2 separate regions of the Mus musculus genome follow, and region 2 is linked to region 1. Evidence: chromatin contacts called from public Hi-C data. All regions are on one chromosome and are shown on one strand. Each heading gives the region's core, a stretch centred on a gene start, on an enhancer-like site or on the middle of the called end of the contact. The rest is flanking DNA. Distances are from core to core; before and after follow the strand shown.

Evidence for each region. A called contact is a pair of places that touch in the nucleus more often than the background predicts.
Region 2: a contact with region 1 is called in a Hi-C map of cerebral cortex, with 2.3 times the contacts expected there. The contact joins the enhancer-like site here to the promoter of Hsd11b1 in region 1. A contact is called at or near these places in 5 of 484 Hi-C or Micro-C datasets (adipose-derived mesenchymal stem cells, cerebellum, cerebral cortex and 2 more).

Annotation. Positions count from the first base shown.
Region 1 is chr1:193,238,164-193,245,927 of GRCm38.p6, reverse strand. It overlaps Hsd11b1 (hydroxysteroid 11-beta dehydrogenase 1), which reads left to right and starts at 3,568. Exons shown (of 6, transcript NM_001044751.1): 1 at 3,568-3,753; 2 at 4,466-4,596; 3 at 5,290-5,401; 4 at 5,512-5,697. The coding sequence starts at 3,666.
Region 2 is chr1:193,583,139-193,590,902 of GRCm38.p6, reverse strand. No RefSeq gene overlaps it. Among named protein-coding and RNA genes, the nearest start is that of Gm31870, 68 kb to the left of the region's middle. Within about 2 kb of position 3,787, at least 42 of the 459 cell types and tissues checked have an H3K27ac peak or open chromatin away from gene starts, as enhancers often do. A contact at or near this core is called in cerebral cortex, where this site is marked.

The sequences.
Region 1 (7,764 bases), core at 2,319-4,818:
AAGGACCCAGATGTAGCTGTCTCTTGTGAGACTATGCCGGGGCCTAGCAAACACAGAAGTGGATGCTCACAGTCAGCTAATGGATGGATCACAGGGCTCCCAGTGGAGGAGCTAGAGAAATTACCCAAGGAGCTAAAGGGATCTGCAACCCTATAGGTGGAACAACATTATGAACTAACCAGTACCCCGGAGCTCTTGACTCTAGCTGCATATGTATCAAAAGATGGCCTAGTCGGCCATCACTGGAAAGAGAGGCTCATTGGACACACAAACTTTATATGCCCCAGTACAGGGGAACGCCAGGGCCAAAAAGGGGGAGTGGGTGGGTAGGGGAGCGGGGGTGGGTGGGTATGGGGGACTTTTGGTATAGCATTGGAAATGTAAATGAGCTAAATACCTAATAAAAAATGGAAAAGGAAAAAAAAAAGAAAAAAAATTTAAACAACACTGTCTAAATCTCTGCATCAATATCAATAGGAAAACCACATGTGAAAGTTCTTTGACACTGGGAACTGATGAGACTTTAGTCGGTAAAGTGCTCACCATACAAGCATTGGAACCCAAGTTTGATTCCCAGAATCCACATGAAAATCTTGGTATGGTGGCCTGTGCTTGTAATCGCAGAGCTGGGAAGGCAAATGTACAAGGATCCCCAGAGCTCTCTGCTCAGAGAGCCTAGCCAAATGGGTGCGCTCCAGGTTTAGAGCAGCACTTTGGTCCCATTAAAGCAAAGTGGACAACTCTTGAGAAAGGACTTCTAGCCTCCACACACACCTGCACCTGCACTATTACACACACACACATGTACACATTACACCTCACATACAGAGGCTCTCACACACAAGCTCACACACATACACACACACATGTGCACACACATACAAGCTCTCACACACCACACACACATGCACACATGTGCATATACACACCTTGCACACATGTGCTCACACACACACAAGCTCACACTCATACAGAAACATACACAATTCTTTGGTAACAGTTTCAGTGGTATACAACTATAATCCCAAAGCTCAGAAAGCTGAGGCAGAAAAAAAAAATCACAACTTCATGGTCAGCTGGGTTGCATAGCAAGACTTTGACTCAAAATACCAGGTAACACCAAAAGAAAAGAAAAGCTTCCGAGACTCGAGTGTCTGAGAACTGCTGATGTATCCCAACGGCTACACATCTGTCTATTTAGTGCATTTTATATGACAGTTCTTCATTCTTACTCATGGAAATCAGGGCAGTGGGTGTGTTTCTGTCTTAACAGCATGATAGCTACTGGGTTCTTTGATGATCTAATGGTGGTTTGGGGTCTTTATGTGTCTTCTGAGAGACAGTGTTGGACTGTCACTGACTTGAGCCACTGATCAGCATTTTTGTGCGCACACACACACACACACACACACACACACACGCGCGCACACACACACAGACGCTGCAAAATCTGGCTTCTGCTGCCCCCAGCCTGTTACATTCAGCCCACCACACACATAGCTGTCTACACTTTAAGCTTGTGTTTTCTACATGAAATGACAGCCGTCTCCCCAGTCCCCACTCTCTCATCCCTTTCTTTTCTCTCTGTCTTTTTATCATTCCTTTCTTCTCTTTCTTGTTTCTCTGTGTTCTTCACTCCTATCTTCCTTTTGTATCATGATTTTTTTAAATGATTCTTTCTTGTTCCCTATAATTTCACTCACTACAAAGCACATTTAAAAAAAAATTATTATCTTATTTTCTGCGTGCAAGTAAATGATTTCGCTGTTATATAAGGCTAAGAATGCAGTCTTATTTTCTCCCCTCCCCCCCCCCCCCCGTGAAGGAACGTGGAGTCCTGTCTGTCATGTGTCTTGGTAGCATAAAAGCTTTTCTGAGAATACTCAGATGCTGCCAGTCTTGACAACATGGCTGCACCTCCCACTTACATTGCAGCCTTTCTATTTTTGTCATCTGCGCCCTCGGCTCCAGCTCTCTGCTGTTCTCAAACCATTATTGTCTTCTGGAAGCAACCCTCACAGCTGTGGCCTTTGTTGACAAATTGTTTCGTCTCCTCTGGGCCTTAAATTATTTTCTCTGAAGTAAAAAGTCACCGGATCTTTCCAGAGACTGTTTTAGGGTCATAATTTGGTTTCTCCAAACTCTGAATGATTCAGATCTTTCCCATCGTTGATCCCCAATCTCTCCTCATAGGCCAGACACTCATTCTTGACATTCCAGCTTCTCTACATGCTCTGCAGTTACTCACAGTTCAGGATTGGCTTTGTTCTGGGTGATTTTCATGACACGGGTGGCAAGTTTTAAGCTGAAAAACTTAACTGTGGTGTGTCTTTAACTCTTTGAGGATTATTCTTTAATAAAATCTTGCTACACATAAAAGAAGGTGATTATTTCTGCCTTGTCATAACGACACATTTTTAATTGCTAGAGTGTCTCTTGTCTTGATGCTCCTGTTGGATCGTTTTTTACCTGGGACTTGGATGCTCTATGCTAGTTTTACTTCAAGTACATCCCTTGGAACTTTATGGCAACAGGTATGGAATCCCAACTCTTTGGGAGGCTGAGGCAGGAGGATCGCAAGTCTGAGGCTACAGAGCAAGTTCCAGGCAAGCCTGATCAACTTAACTGAGACCCAGACTCAAAGTAGAGGTCAAAAGGTTAGCACTGCAGCTTATGAGCGAGCAGTGTGGCTATAGCCAAAGATGGTCTAGATCTTCTAGTCTGGCCTCCTTTTCTCAGCATCCTCTTCTGTTCCTCGCTGCTCCACAGCATTTGCATAACCCAGTTTAACAACCTGCTGCCTTTCTTCCCGTTTTGGGGCCCATTGTTCCTTCTTCATTCTCTGTTAAAGTAATAAGGGTGAGCTCCCTTGCACTTGCCTGAGAGTCTTGAACTGAGCTTGGGTTTCCCGCCATCTGGGTCTGGCTGGGTTGCAACTTCTCTTTGATGTTGTAATGCTTTTTCATTGAACTGGAGTGTGGGGCTTATATGGCTTGTTTGCTTTATTCTTTTTTCTCCTAAGACATGCACATTTTTTTTCCCTTGAGCTTATTTTGCTGTTTTGTGTTCTTATTTTTAATTGCTTCTGACTGGGGAGTGGGGCCAAGGGTGAGATTTGGCTTGAGTTTAGCTCTATTTGATATCATTCATATTTCCCCAAAGCCCCACATGCTCAGGGGTTCTTAGGTGCTGTTTCTCTCTGTGTGTATCTCTGTCTCTGTCTCTCTTTCTCTCCCTCCCTCCCTCTCTTTCTCCCTTCCTCCTTCCCTCCCTTGCTCTGCCCTCTCCCCCTCCCTCCCTGACAAGCCATTCTTGCAAGGCCATTCTGCCGTGTGCAAAGGATGTCGCAGTAGGAGATGCTCAGGAACCCAGCCCTGCACAGTCATGAGCCTGGCCATCTGGAAGTTGCCTCTTACTCAATGAAATGGAGTAAACATTGTCCATTATGAAATCCACCACGCAGGCTGCCAGGGACGAATGGGATCCCACCCAAAGCCAATCGTTGCTCTGACAGGGAAGTTGGCTAGTGCTGCCTGAGACTACTCCAGCCTCCCCCGTCCCTGATGTCACAATTCAGAGGCTGCTGCCTGCCTGGGAGGTTGTAGAAAGCTCTGCAGGTTTTCTTCGTGTGTCCTACAGGGCGCCCTGAGCCAGGTCCCTGTTTGATGGCAGTTATGAAAAATTACCTCCTCCCGATCCTGGTGCTCTTCCTGGCCTACTACTACTATTCTACAAATGAAGAGTTCAGACCAGGTGAGTACCACTGTGTCTCATTTGGAGAAACAGGCTTAAAACACAGAGGTGCTGGAATGTTCCTAAAGTTCTAGCTGTGTTCTTGATCCCTACATCACTGATTCAAACCCTAATGTTGAATCTGTAACCCTGTATCCTCCAGCCACAGACTGTGGGCAGGAGAGGACTGGGAGGGGGTGAGCCTTACAGCCAAGGAGGTCATGCTTTGCTGGACCTACAGCATGGAAAGTGATGTCAGATCTACAGAAGGGAAGGTAGTACCCAGACACAGGGCTCATCCAGATAGCTGTGTTCCATGGAGATACTGATAGCCGAGAATCAAAAAAAAAAAAAAAAAGGGTTATGAAGTTGATGACTAAGTAGATGGGCTGAAATCTCTGTGAACACATTTTGTGATGCTCTTTTAAATTCCCTTTCAAGTTAGCAAAATTAGATTATGACAAAAGGGTTGAACTTGGGTACTTTCACCAAACTCTGACCTCTCTGGCCTTGTCTCTATGATCTCTGCGTGTGGAGATTTTTAGAAATGATAGCAGGATGGCTCGGCTCTGGACATCCAGGCCAAACCCATGTTTGAGAGCCTGTTTATGAATAACCGCAAGTGCAGCTTCAGTGGTTACAGCATGAGATAAAATGATCTGGGCTCACAACCTCTAAGTATGGAAAGCAAGACAAGGCTTTGGGGACACTCACGGCTTCTGTGGTTCCCCAGAAATGCTCCAGGGAAAGAAAGTGATTGTCACTGGGGCCAGCAAAGGGATTGGAAGAGAAATGGCATATCATCTGTCAAAAATGGGAGCCCATGTGGTATTGACTGCCAGGTCGGAGGAAGGTCTCCAGAAGGTGAGTGTTCTGTGTCCCCCTTATAGTCTCACACTTAATGTACAAAGTCTTGCCCCCCCACCCAATACACACACACACACACACACACACACACACACACACTTGCATGTGTTTGGTGTTGGTAGCCACAGAGTTCTTTGACTGTGTATGTTCATAGTTGTACCTGTTCATACACATTGCCCTTGTGCAGATACATGTATTCAGAGACTGGGGTTCCTGTATCTGCTCATGCATTTATTTATGTTGGCATGCCCCATAGTCTCACAAGTTTGAGAGCCCTAGGTCATACAACACTCAAACTCCGATCTACCCACATAGAAACAAGCACCCACACCCACAATGCATTTGGAAACATTTGTTTATAAACCCTGCAGAGATAAACAATAGACTTAAACTCTCACACAATGATGATTTATCCAATTAATATATTTCAGAGGACAATGATCATCTAAAGATATATATATATACCAATCTGGCCTTGAGGGCCAAAGATCTGCCCACCTTTGCCTTCTGAGTGCTGGGATCAAAGGTATGTGCCACCACCACCTGGCATCATCTGAGAATACTAGACACTCCCCCCCCACACACACACAGAGCTCTGGAACAAACTTTCATTTAAACCCCAGTTACCCCAAACACTGCACATGAAAGCCTACGACCAAGATGACCACCATCTCCGCTATGTCTCTGTAGGTAGTGTCTCGCTGCCTTGAACTCGGAGCAGCCTCTGCTCACTACATTGCTGGCACTATGGAAGACATGACATTTGCGGAGCAATTTATTGTCAAGGCGGGAAAGCTCATGGGTAAGGCTTCCCCTCTCCTTTGCTTCTCTGGGTTAAGATCTTTCAGGAGGGAAAGGGGACAGGACTGGCTCCCGGTGGTCTTCCAAGTCAGCGCATCTATCTCTTTGCAGGCGGACTGGACATGCTTATTCTAAACCACATCACTCAGACCTCGCTGTCTCTCTTCCATGACGACATCCACTCTGTGCGAAGAGTCATGGAGGTCAACTTCCTCAGCTACGTGGTCATGAGCACAGCCGCCTTGCCCATGCTGAAGCAGAGCAATGGCAGCATTGCCGTCATCTCCTCCTTGGCTGGTGAGTGGAGCAGGGGTCAGGATAGAAGTGGAGAAAAGAATAAGGCTAGGGCTATGCTGGACTCTGTGCTGGGCACAAGTTCGAGTTAGGTTTCCATACAGGAAAGACACACTGCACGCACATTAAAATGCTCATGGTGATATTACACAGAAGCCAGTAATACACAGACAGGTTCACTCATCAGGGACTTGGGATGTACACTCGGTGAGGAAGGGACATGAATGTTAAGAGAAAGAGAAACTGAGAGGAACTAATGGCCCCCAAAAAGTCAGGCTTGGTCAAAGCAGGACTATAAAATCTCCTAAGAGAACAAACAAAAATCAACAGCCCGGGATGCCCGTGGGAAACCTGGTGTGTGAGCCATGCCTGGGAGAGGATAGGGATAGGAAAAGCTGCTGAGGCGTAGCCAGTTCCGGTCTTTTCACAAGAGTGACCTGGTCATAATGAACAGAAAAGACGCTGTTTCCATCATAACTAAGAGCCACAGGGCAGTGCATCATTGGATCCAAAAGCAGAAATAAAAATCGAATAACTTACGGACACACAGCAGGGTGGTTGGCTGGGAAAAGGGATCTAAAACATAACAATGGAGAGGAAACTCGCTCTAGGGTTCTCAGCCTTCCTGGTACTGGTGCCCTTTAATACCACTCCTCATGTTGTGGTGACCCCCAACCATAACTTTATTTCATTGCTACTTCACAACTATAAATTTGCTACTGTTAGGAATCATAATGTAAATATCTGATATGCAGGATACCTGATAGCCTACCCCTGTGAAAGTATCATACGACCCCCAAAGGGGTCGAGCCCCACAGGTTGAGAACTGCTGCTCTAGGGTAGGGTGTAGTGCTAGAGTCATTGCCTAGTCAACATTGCCTAACCAACACCCAACGGAGTTAATAGTCCCCAATACTGCGGGAGCAGGGGCAGTGATAACAGTGTATACTAAGGGTATTTTTCTAAATATCAATTTGTAGCATTCAAAGTGAAATTTAGGCTGAGCTTGGTGATACATGACCTTTTAATCCCATCACTTGGAAGGAAAAGGCAGGCAGGACTCTCAGTGCAAGACTAGTCTGGTCTACATAAAAAGTTTCAGGCCAGTCTGGTCTATATAGTAAAACCCTGTCTCAAAAAGAAAAAAAGTAAAATTGCAGCAACCAACTAGGTCAAAATGGAGCAAAGAAACTCCCTCAATGAATAGAATTCTATGACATGGAGGGAGATAGTGTGTCCCCTCCCCTCCCCCATGTTCTGCACGATGGTACCACCCAAAGACACCACCAAGAGTCTCCAGAGTTGAGGATTCCTCCTGGATTCAGAACAGAAGTCCTACGCTTGCTGATTAGCAAAGATGTGGTTGGAAAGTCAGAACACAGGAATACAGATCAACTTTATAAACTTAGCTCTTAGGATAGAAAAACAATAATAATAAATGACCTAGGAAACTATGAACTGTTAAGTGCTTCACAAATGTCAGTTCTCCTTGAAATGAATAAGGCCATAGATGTGGTAGAGTGTTCTCCCTTCTGGTGCAGGAAGGGCCCGTGTGGTGACTGGATAAAGGGACAGTGTGTCTGTGCCACCCGCTACCCGCCAGCAGGGTGATTGATATGCACCCCTGTGCTTCCAGGCAGCACAGACTCTGGCCTCTCCTCACCCACAGACCTGCTGAGCTGAAAGCAAAAGAGAGCTTCCAGATGCATACTGAGTGGGAGGGTGCTGGGCACATCCCCAGTGAATCCTCTGCACTGGCCAAAACCTGTACGTTGGTCATGGTATGGGTGGCTTTAATGATCTCTGATTCTGTTGATGAACCAAGACTTGCAGTCCAAGCAAAAGCTATTTCACTTTGCCTAGAGAATTTAACTTTTATAATGCACATGATCTAAATGTGCTCAGAAGGAGCAAAGATTACCATAGACCCTAAGGATCTGATGGAGTTCTGATAGCCTATGTTTCTATACATTTTGGGGGATCTATGGAATGACACTAATTTCCATAGGGTCTGGGAGGCAGAAATCGATTTGTGTGGTTCTCCCTATATCTGTCATTTGTGTAGCCTAG
Region 2 (7,764 bases), core at 2,538-5,037, 340 kb before region 1:
ACTCCACTCATTTCTGCCTTTAATCCATTCACAACAGGTTTGATCAGAGTGAGCCTGACTGTTAAGAATAAATGTGGAAAGATCAGCATGGAACATGGGCCTCTAGCCTCTTCGCTGGCCTCCTTTCTCAGCTGTTCCCAGGTTCCCCCCCCCCCCTCCCCGAGCATTTCTTCCCACAACACAGCAGGGCCGTTCATGGCTATTTGTGCAATTACTCCATCTCTGCCCTACACCACTTCTCCCTCTAGCAAAGCCCATTCTTCCTTTCATACCCACATCAAAGAATTCTTCCTCTGAGCAGCCTTCCCTGGCTCCTCTGGAGAGCAGCTCCCTCCTCCAGGCGTCTGTGGTGCTTCCTATAATCACAGAGTCCCTGGACTTGTCCGCCTGTCATCTAGTCTCTGTTTATTCCCCTTCCTGCCCCTGAGGGCAGAGCAGAGTTCTTTTTCACCTGCCTTCCTTCAGGGAGCACAACACTGAGCCTGCATATCATATGGTTGGGAAAGCTCTAACTGAATATGGTTGGGAAAGCTCTAACTGAATGGTAAATGACTTCTCTCTCTTCCACACTCCCTCCCCATTAACTCATACCCAGTGAGGCAGGAAGATCCATCTACTCAGCTGCAGGATAGAGGAAAGGCTCTCCACAGCAACGCAAAGCCAGACACCAGGGTTACAGTGACCATGGCCCAAGATGTTACTAACAGAAATGCAATTTTCAGATTGTCTTCATGTGGCTTGTTAATGTGATAATTAGCTAACTGTGTAATGTAAAGCAGGCTGGCTATGAGCTGGCCCCTCTCAGAGGTGAAACAAATGAAAGAGTGTGCCTGCACAACCAACACACAAACATAAACAAGGTATTAAACATCCCCCTCCAGTCTTAAAAAAGCAGGAATAAGAGCTTTATCCCCAAAGCAATTGTCTTTCTTCTCCTTTCTCTTACTCTCCCCACCCGTAAGCACTTTAGAGAAAGGTGTGATGTTGCTCTCACAGATAAATAGTAACCAAACTATGATGATGCGAATGTGATCATATCTCGATGACAAAGGGGAATTAAAGGTGGATTCTTTTACTGATTCTGAGCAGTTTACTGATCCTGAGCAGCGGGCTCTCGTAACTGCTCACTGTATCAACCGGTTAGTCATTCTCCTCATTATCTTTAATGTCTTATTAGCAGGCTTCATTCATCTGGTTTTTATCTGTTTCACTGGAAGCAGTTTTAATCTCATTTCAGTGGCACTGATAAGCCTGTTAGTTTGCACAAATTGGTTTTGGTGACAATGTGTAGATAGTTATAATGTGTGGTTTCCAAACAGAAAAGAGAAATCTATTTAGGTCCAAAGAGACAGGTGGAGAGAGGGGAGCTGAGGCAGTTGAGACAGGAAAATAGAAAAGAAGAAAAAATGGAACAGGAAAAAACAGATTAATTGCTACTGCCCCCCCCCCACTTGCCACCCCTACTACCATCCCCTCACAACCATCCCTCCCACTGTCACCTCTCTCACTTCCATCTCCCTCTGTAACCTTCCTACCACCTCTTCTCTCCCCAACCCCACACCACTCCCTCACTACCCCTTACTACTGTTCCACTCTTCTCGATGTTAACAATCCCCCTCCCCCCATCTGCCACTAAATGCCAACGGTGATAGCAGAGTCCTAGCACAAGGTGGCGCGCCTGAGCCAACAGCATCTCTTATCATCCCTAGGAGAGCCCACATGCAACTGGCAGAGAATCTGTCCTCTGTGATTTGCACCCCAACCTGAGAACCCAAGTCTCAGTTTCTTAGTTTGCACTCTGAATTGGTTCCCTTCCAAAGTTCCCCTGCTCCAGGCACTGACACCGGACTGTCTCTGTGGCCAGCCCAGTTAAATGCAGATGTGTGGTCCTCTCGTGGTTAGATGGGCCTCATTGTTCTCAGTGAGGAGGTATCAAGTGCACGGGTTAACATAAATATAGCTCCTTGCTGCCCAGAGTATGAGTCCTCTTCTAGAGAATCGATAGCCACCACATAAACAGCAAGGCAGAGACTGGAAAGGCTCCAAAGCTTTCTTTCTGATTTTTCTCTGCTGCTGCTGCCAGGCAGTGAGGTTGTGTCTCAATGCAAGGGTCCCTTTCTCGGGAGCTTTTATCTTAGAACTATGTCAGAAATGATTTAAAATCAAAATTCCACATCACATGGCCTAACCCCTACTTGATTTACTCATCACAATGGGGGGCGGGGAGCATTCTCTTCAGAAGAATGTAAAGCTTCCTTGCAGGCTCAGAGTGTGTTGTTTCTGAGGCAAGCAAGCAGGAGCTGTACAGAGACCGGAGCTGCCACAGGGGTTGGGGTGGGAGGGCCCTAACAATATTCTAATGTCTCAGCTGAGGAGCATGCCACAGCTTGATTTCCAGGCTCCCGGCATTCCACAAATGTCCAGTCCCTGCCTCAGATTCATCCTCACAGCCCCAAATGTTGCTATGAAGTTGGCTGGTGGGAGTCTAAAGTAGATTTTACTCTTTTTCAGAGACCAAGAAAGCTACATCATCCTCTAAACTTAAGCAAATGTCAGCTACCATCTATTTTAGAATCTGAAACTCTTTACCAGGTATTTCAAGTAAACTAAATCGAGAAATCTCACGTTCCCTCTTTAAAACTCATTCCCCTGTCTCCAGCTTAAAAGCACACCCACCCTGTAATTACTCTGTGTCTCGGGGTGAGGTTTAAAGTCTAGCTTCTGATTGAGCCTTCTGGGAGACATGGAATCCAGCAGAGACACAGATGTCCAACACCTGCCTTAAGCATTCAGGAGAGTGGCATCCTCCTGTCTCAACCTAGTTGCCATCGGGCAGTCTGTGTCATCGGTGCCTTGGAGAGCTCCTCATGATCTAGAAATGTGTTGGTTGCTATGCAACTTCAGTGTCTCCTTCAAATGCACATGAAAGCACAGGATAACAGAAAGCTCGCCTTGGGTCCTGTGAGTCTGGCCTCCATAATTACCCATCCCCAATAGGGACATGTTGGGTTCTCACATGGTCTGACAGGAGCATGGCCTTTGTAGGGCAGGTTTGTATTTCACAAGCCAGTACCAAATATCACCACAGCAATGCCAAAATGCCAGGGAGCCTGCTATGAGGCTGTTCTGAAAGTCCTGGTAGACACTGGGGCTTATGTGTGTGTGTGTTTGTGCAGACCCTGACCCAGCCTTAAAACATGCTACCAAGTCCTCGAAACAAAGTGCAATTCTCACCAATAAGGTCCCACTAACAGTGAGTGTGTGCCCTCTACCTCTGATTCTGTGGCTTGTGGCTTTGTTAATGAGCTTGCAATCTTGGTAATTAGCCTCCTATTCTCCTTAACAGTCAGGGTATAGACCTCTGATTTATTCTCTGCCTGCCAAATCTACCACAGAATTCCCTGCTAAAATTGACACATCTGAAAGCCTGTGAAGAATTCATGCCAAAAGATCCAGGACAAAGCCACATTGCTCCAAAAGGACAGCAGGATGCCATATTTGGCTAGCGAATAAAGACCTTCTCTCTACCTATCCTTACAATGGTAGCCAGAAAGCCACACAGATAAGCATGCCTGTTTATACACAGTGTTGAAGGCAGACAATCAGATCCACTAATAACTTCATCCAAGTTATCTATGGCTGTTGGGAAACATGAGCCAGGAAAGGCAGACACGTGGCAAACAGTCTATCCACTGAAGCCCAACTCCAAGTGGGAGAACTGGAGTGTCGGTGGTACAGCTGGGACGGCTGCTGCCTCCTGCCAACCTTCTTCAAGACTACGCTGTGCAGCTGACACTTAACTTGTTTCTTCTCCCCCATCTCACTCAGTGAAATAACAACAGCTTTCCCTGAGCCGTGTGGAAAGGAAGCCCAGAAATAGAATAAACTTGTGTTGCCCAGACTTCATCAACTCACTCAGTGGCTGTCTGTGCCTCTGTCCCCACATGACCACAGTATTGCAGCAGCTCTGGTGGCATCTGCAGTGCTCCACCAAGACCGGTGTGCCACGGAAAACTGCAGATACCTGGAAGAGGCCCTAGTATTTACGGGGCGTTGATGGGCTCTCACCAGAGTTAACCACCTTCCTGCAGAGTTCCTGGCTCTGCTTGTGTCAACTGAGTCACCTGCATCCAGACACTCCATTTACTTTGTTGTGATTTTTTTCTGGGAGCCTCTCGTCCCAGCATGTGCACTCTTCATAGGGGCTAGTTTGAAAGGGGAATGTCAAATTCTTACTTCCTGGCTCACAGTTTGCTATCCTTGGCCAAGCTAGCCAAGATGCAGGGCTAGATCTTTCTCTCAGACATGTATATCTGCAGTATCACAAATTGAACACTAGAAGACCAGGTTCCAGAGAGGCCAGCAGGAAATCATCCGGGTCCCACACAGATGTAGGACAGAAGTAGGTCTCTCAGGTCTGACAGATTCCATGTATGACTGACCCCTGCAGCTGTACAAATACTACCCCTACCTGCCCCACGGTTGGTACACTAAAGAAAAATTCCTCTATTCCCACCAGATCACAACTATGGAGTCAAATTTAATGTTTGAGGAAATAGGTGTCTTAATTTCATCTGAGAACGTCATCCCTACTGCAACATCACAGTTAAAGAACCAACTTCTGTCATGTTTCAGAGAATCTTATTTTAATCAAAGGACAGTAACATTCTCAGTGGCCTCATTCACTGTCCCCCAGTAAACATTCCACAAAGCTGCCTTTCTGTTTCTTTCTTTCCTAACTCTCAATAATGCTCATGTACCCTAAGTGATTGGATTCTTCTGCCATGGTGATAGCCCAGTTTCCATCACTGTGACGAAGTGCTAGAGGAAAACAACCGAAGATTCGTATGTCTCGTGGTTTCCGAGACCTGTCCGTTCACTGCATTGTTTCCAGACACAAAGTGAGGTTGATCATCTGAGGGGCACTGGATGAAACAAAACCACTCATCCACTGTGGTTCAGACCGAGAGAGCAAGGGCAAGAGATGCAGACAGGAGGGGCTAGAAACAAGGAAGACCCTTTAAAGGTACAACACCTCTGTGACCCACTTCACCCAACTATGCCCCCCACTAATAGTCATTTAGCTATGAAGTTAGCAATGAAACTCTGAACAGATTAATTCATTGATGAGATTAGGCCCTTCCAATCTAATCATTTCTCATACAACACCAACTGAGAACCCAGGCTTACTCATAGGAGTCTGAAGGATATTTCAGATCTGAAATCGTATGTGAGGCTCTCCAGTTAGCCACCAGTGTGAGCTGGTTTTCCTCACTCAGTTCTTCCATCCTACTGCCCTGGGGATAGAGTCTCAGGTCTTTTATAGGGAATCTGTATCCTCATTTCTTCTGTTCACTCATTGCTAGAGGTCTACTCATGGAAATCTATCTGGGCCCCAGAGAAATCTAGTAGTTTGCCTATGAAAGTAGAATCCCCTGGAGATGAGGTTGGGGATTGGTTTAGCATGCTGGAGCTGTCTCTTAAGCATTAGGGAGTAGGGATGGGGAGGAGAGCATTTCTTGTTAGGTCAAGGTTGGGTTTAGAGGAGCAGAGTTCCAGGAAAGAGTGTGCCTCCATGCTGAGAAGCCTAGAAATGGATGGGCCATGCCTACCCCTCACCCTTCAGATGCAGAATCCTCCTTTTAAGGGCCAATACAAAACGGGTACAAAGTCCCTTCTTGATACTTAAAAAGGCTTCTGAAAAACCCAAGGCTTTCCAAGACAAGTCATAAATATGGAAATGGGCAGAAAATAATCTGCTATAATTAATAAGTCCCAATCTCTACCTGCAATAACTCTGTCTAGACACTGGCCTTTCAAAAGACTGCATTGTCTTCCTTCATTAGAAAGATGTTTGTATGTGTATACTTGCAAATGTGTGTGTGTGTGCATGAAAATAGAAAGAAAAAGACTAGAGAGGAATCTGAGAGAGGTCCTAATACTGATTCTATAATCAATAGCAGGGGCTTTCATGTCAGTATTGACCCCAGAATTGCAAGTCTCACATGACCAGTAGCCACCGTAATCAACCTCTAGGAGCCAGCCTGGGCAGAAGGCACTAACTCCCAAATGCAACAAAAAGGGGAGACCTCCTTTGTGGAAATTCTCTGTAAAGAAGAAAGAGATTCCAACCAAATATGAGAATAGAGCGCCTGAATATTGGGTGAGGGGGGGTATTCCTGCCCAAAGCCCTTGAAGCACCAACTGCATTGGTTCAAATCTCATCCCTGTCTCTCAGCAGCTGAGTGACCTCTAGCAATGACCTACCCTTCAGTGTCTTCCCTGTAAATGAGATTATCGGTAGCTCATGCCTTTCACTCTGGTTTGGAGAAACAAAGGAACTTACAAATATAAATCATACAGATCAATGTGTGACAAACTGAAGTTCTGGTGTGCCGATGCTGCAATGGTTTAGTAAAACCAAGTCCAGAAGTAAACGGGATGCTACAATGCCAGCCCTATTGTTTAGGAGCATTTTAAACCATGCGAAAATGCCTGTGCTTAATTGTCATATTTAAAAGTGAGAATTAAAGTGTTTGTATGCCATTCTGAACTGTGTTTCAAAATGACAACGTGGAATTAGAGCAGCAAAGGCCTAATTGGTTCTCTTTGGTGGATTATGAAAGACTTCAATCACCCTCATGTTTCTATATATGCATTTTCTGTCACAGTCTGTATTTGCTGCAAAGAAACAATGTTTATCTTAATATTTAGAACAATTCCAGTGTCTGCAGTGAATGTTTCAGTCAAAGTGTCTCCAAGAGAGGGCTGTCCATCCAATTTAGATGCAGTGCATGTCAACAAATGGTAAAGTCGGCTTCTGGGAGAAAAAGCATCCCTTTGTCAGCAGTGAATTCCTCCACCCTGCACCCACACAGGTTAAAAATACTGCTCCCTTTTCTGGGTGTTTCTCTGGAGCTACATTCTGCTGCTGTTTTGAGGGTACCTCCCTCACAAAAACAGTGGCTGCTTGAAGCATCACCTACCCGATCCCCAGCCACTCAGCATCCATTCACCCAAGTGTTTAGCTGTCATGACAAATGTGTCAATTGTCCAAAAGGACAGCCAGGCCTACATTTCTGCTTCAGTTCCATCCCACCTTAATATAAAATATGGTTGGAATACCAAGAGCTGAGCCTCTGTCAAGCTTCCCCATCCAGACCTTGTATTTTCTGGAACATTTTCAAAGATGGGGTTTCCACCTTGACTCTCAGCTTTGAATTTTATCACTAGCTTCTGGAAATTGGAATATTCCCCCAATATTTATGAGATTAGCTTTCTATCCAACAATTTGGGCTGCTATGAGTAATTTGGAGTTCAATCAGGAACATTCTATATGGAACCAGAACCAAAGCAGATGGACATGGTACAACACCCGAGGCAAGCAAACTCCTTTCTTTCTCCTTTGTATTCCTTTAGAGCAGTGGTTCTCAACTTTCTTAATACTGTGACCTTTAACACAGCTCTTCATGGTGTGGTGACCCCTCAACCGTAAAATCATTCTGTTGTTACTTCATAGCTGTAGTTTTGTTGTGAATTGTAATATAAATATCTGATATGCAGGATATCTAAAATGCAACCCCCCTCCAAAGGGGCCATAACCCACAGGTTGAGAACCACTGCTTTAAATGTATCAAACTCACCAACTATTATAGATCAGAGAGGTTTGACCAGCCCAAGGAGCCCTATTTATCACATGCATACAGACACATTCACTATGGCCAGGCACTGTAGCGAAGCTTTAAACATAGTAGCACATTAGAC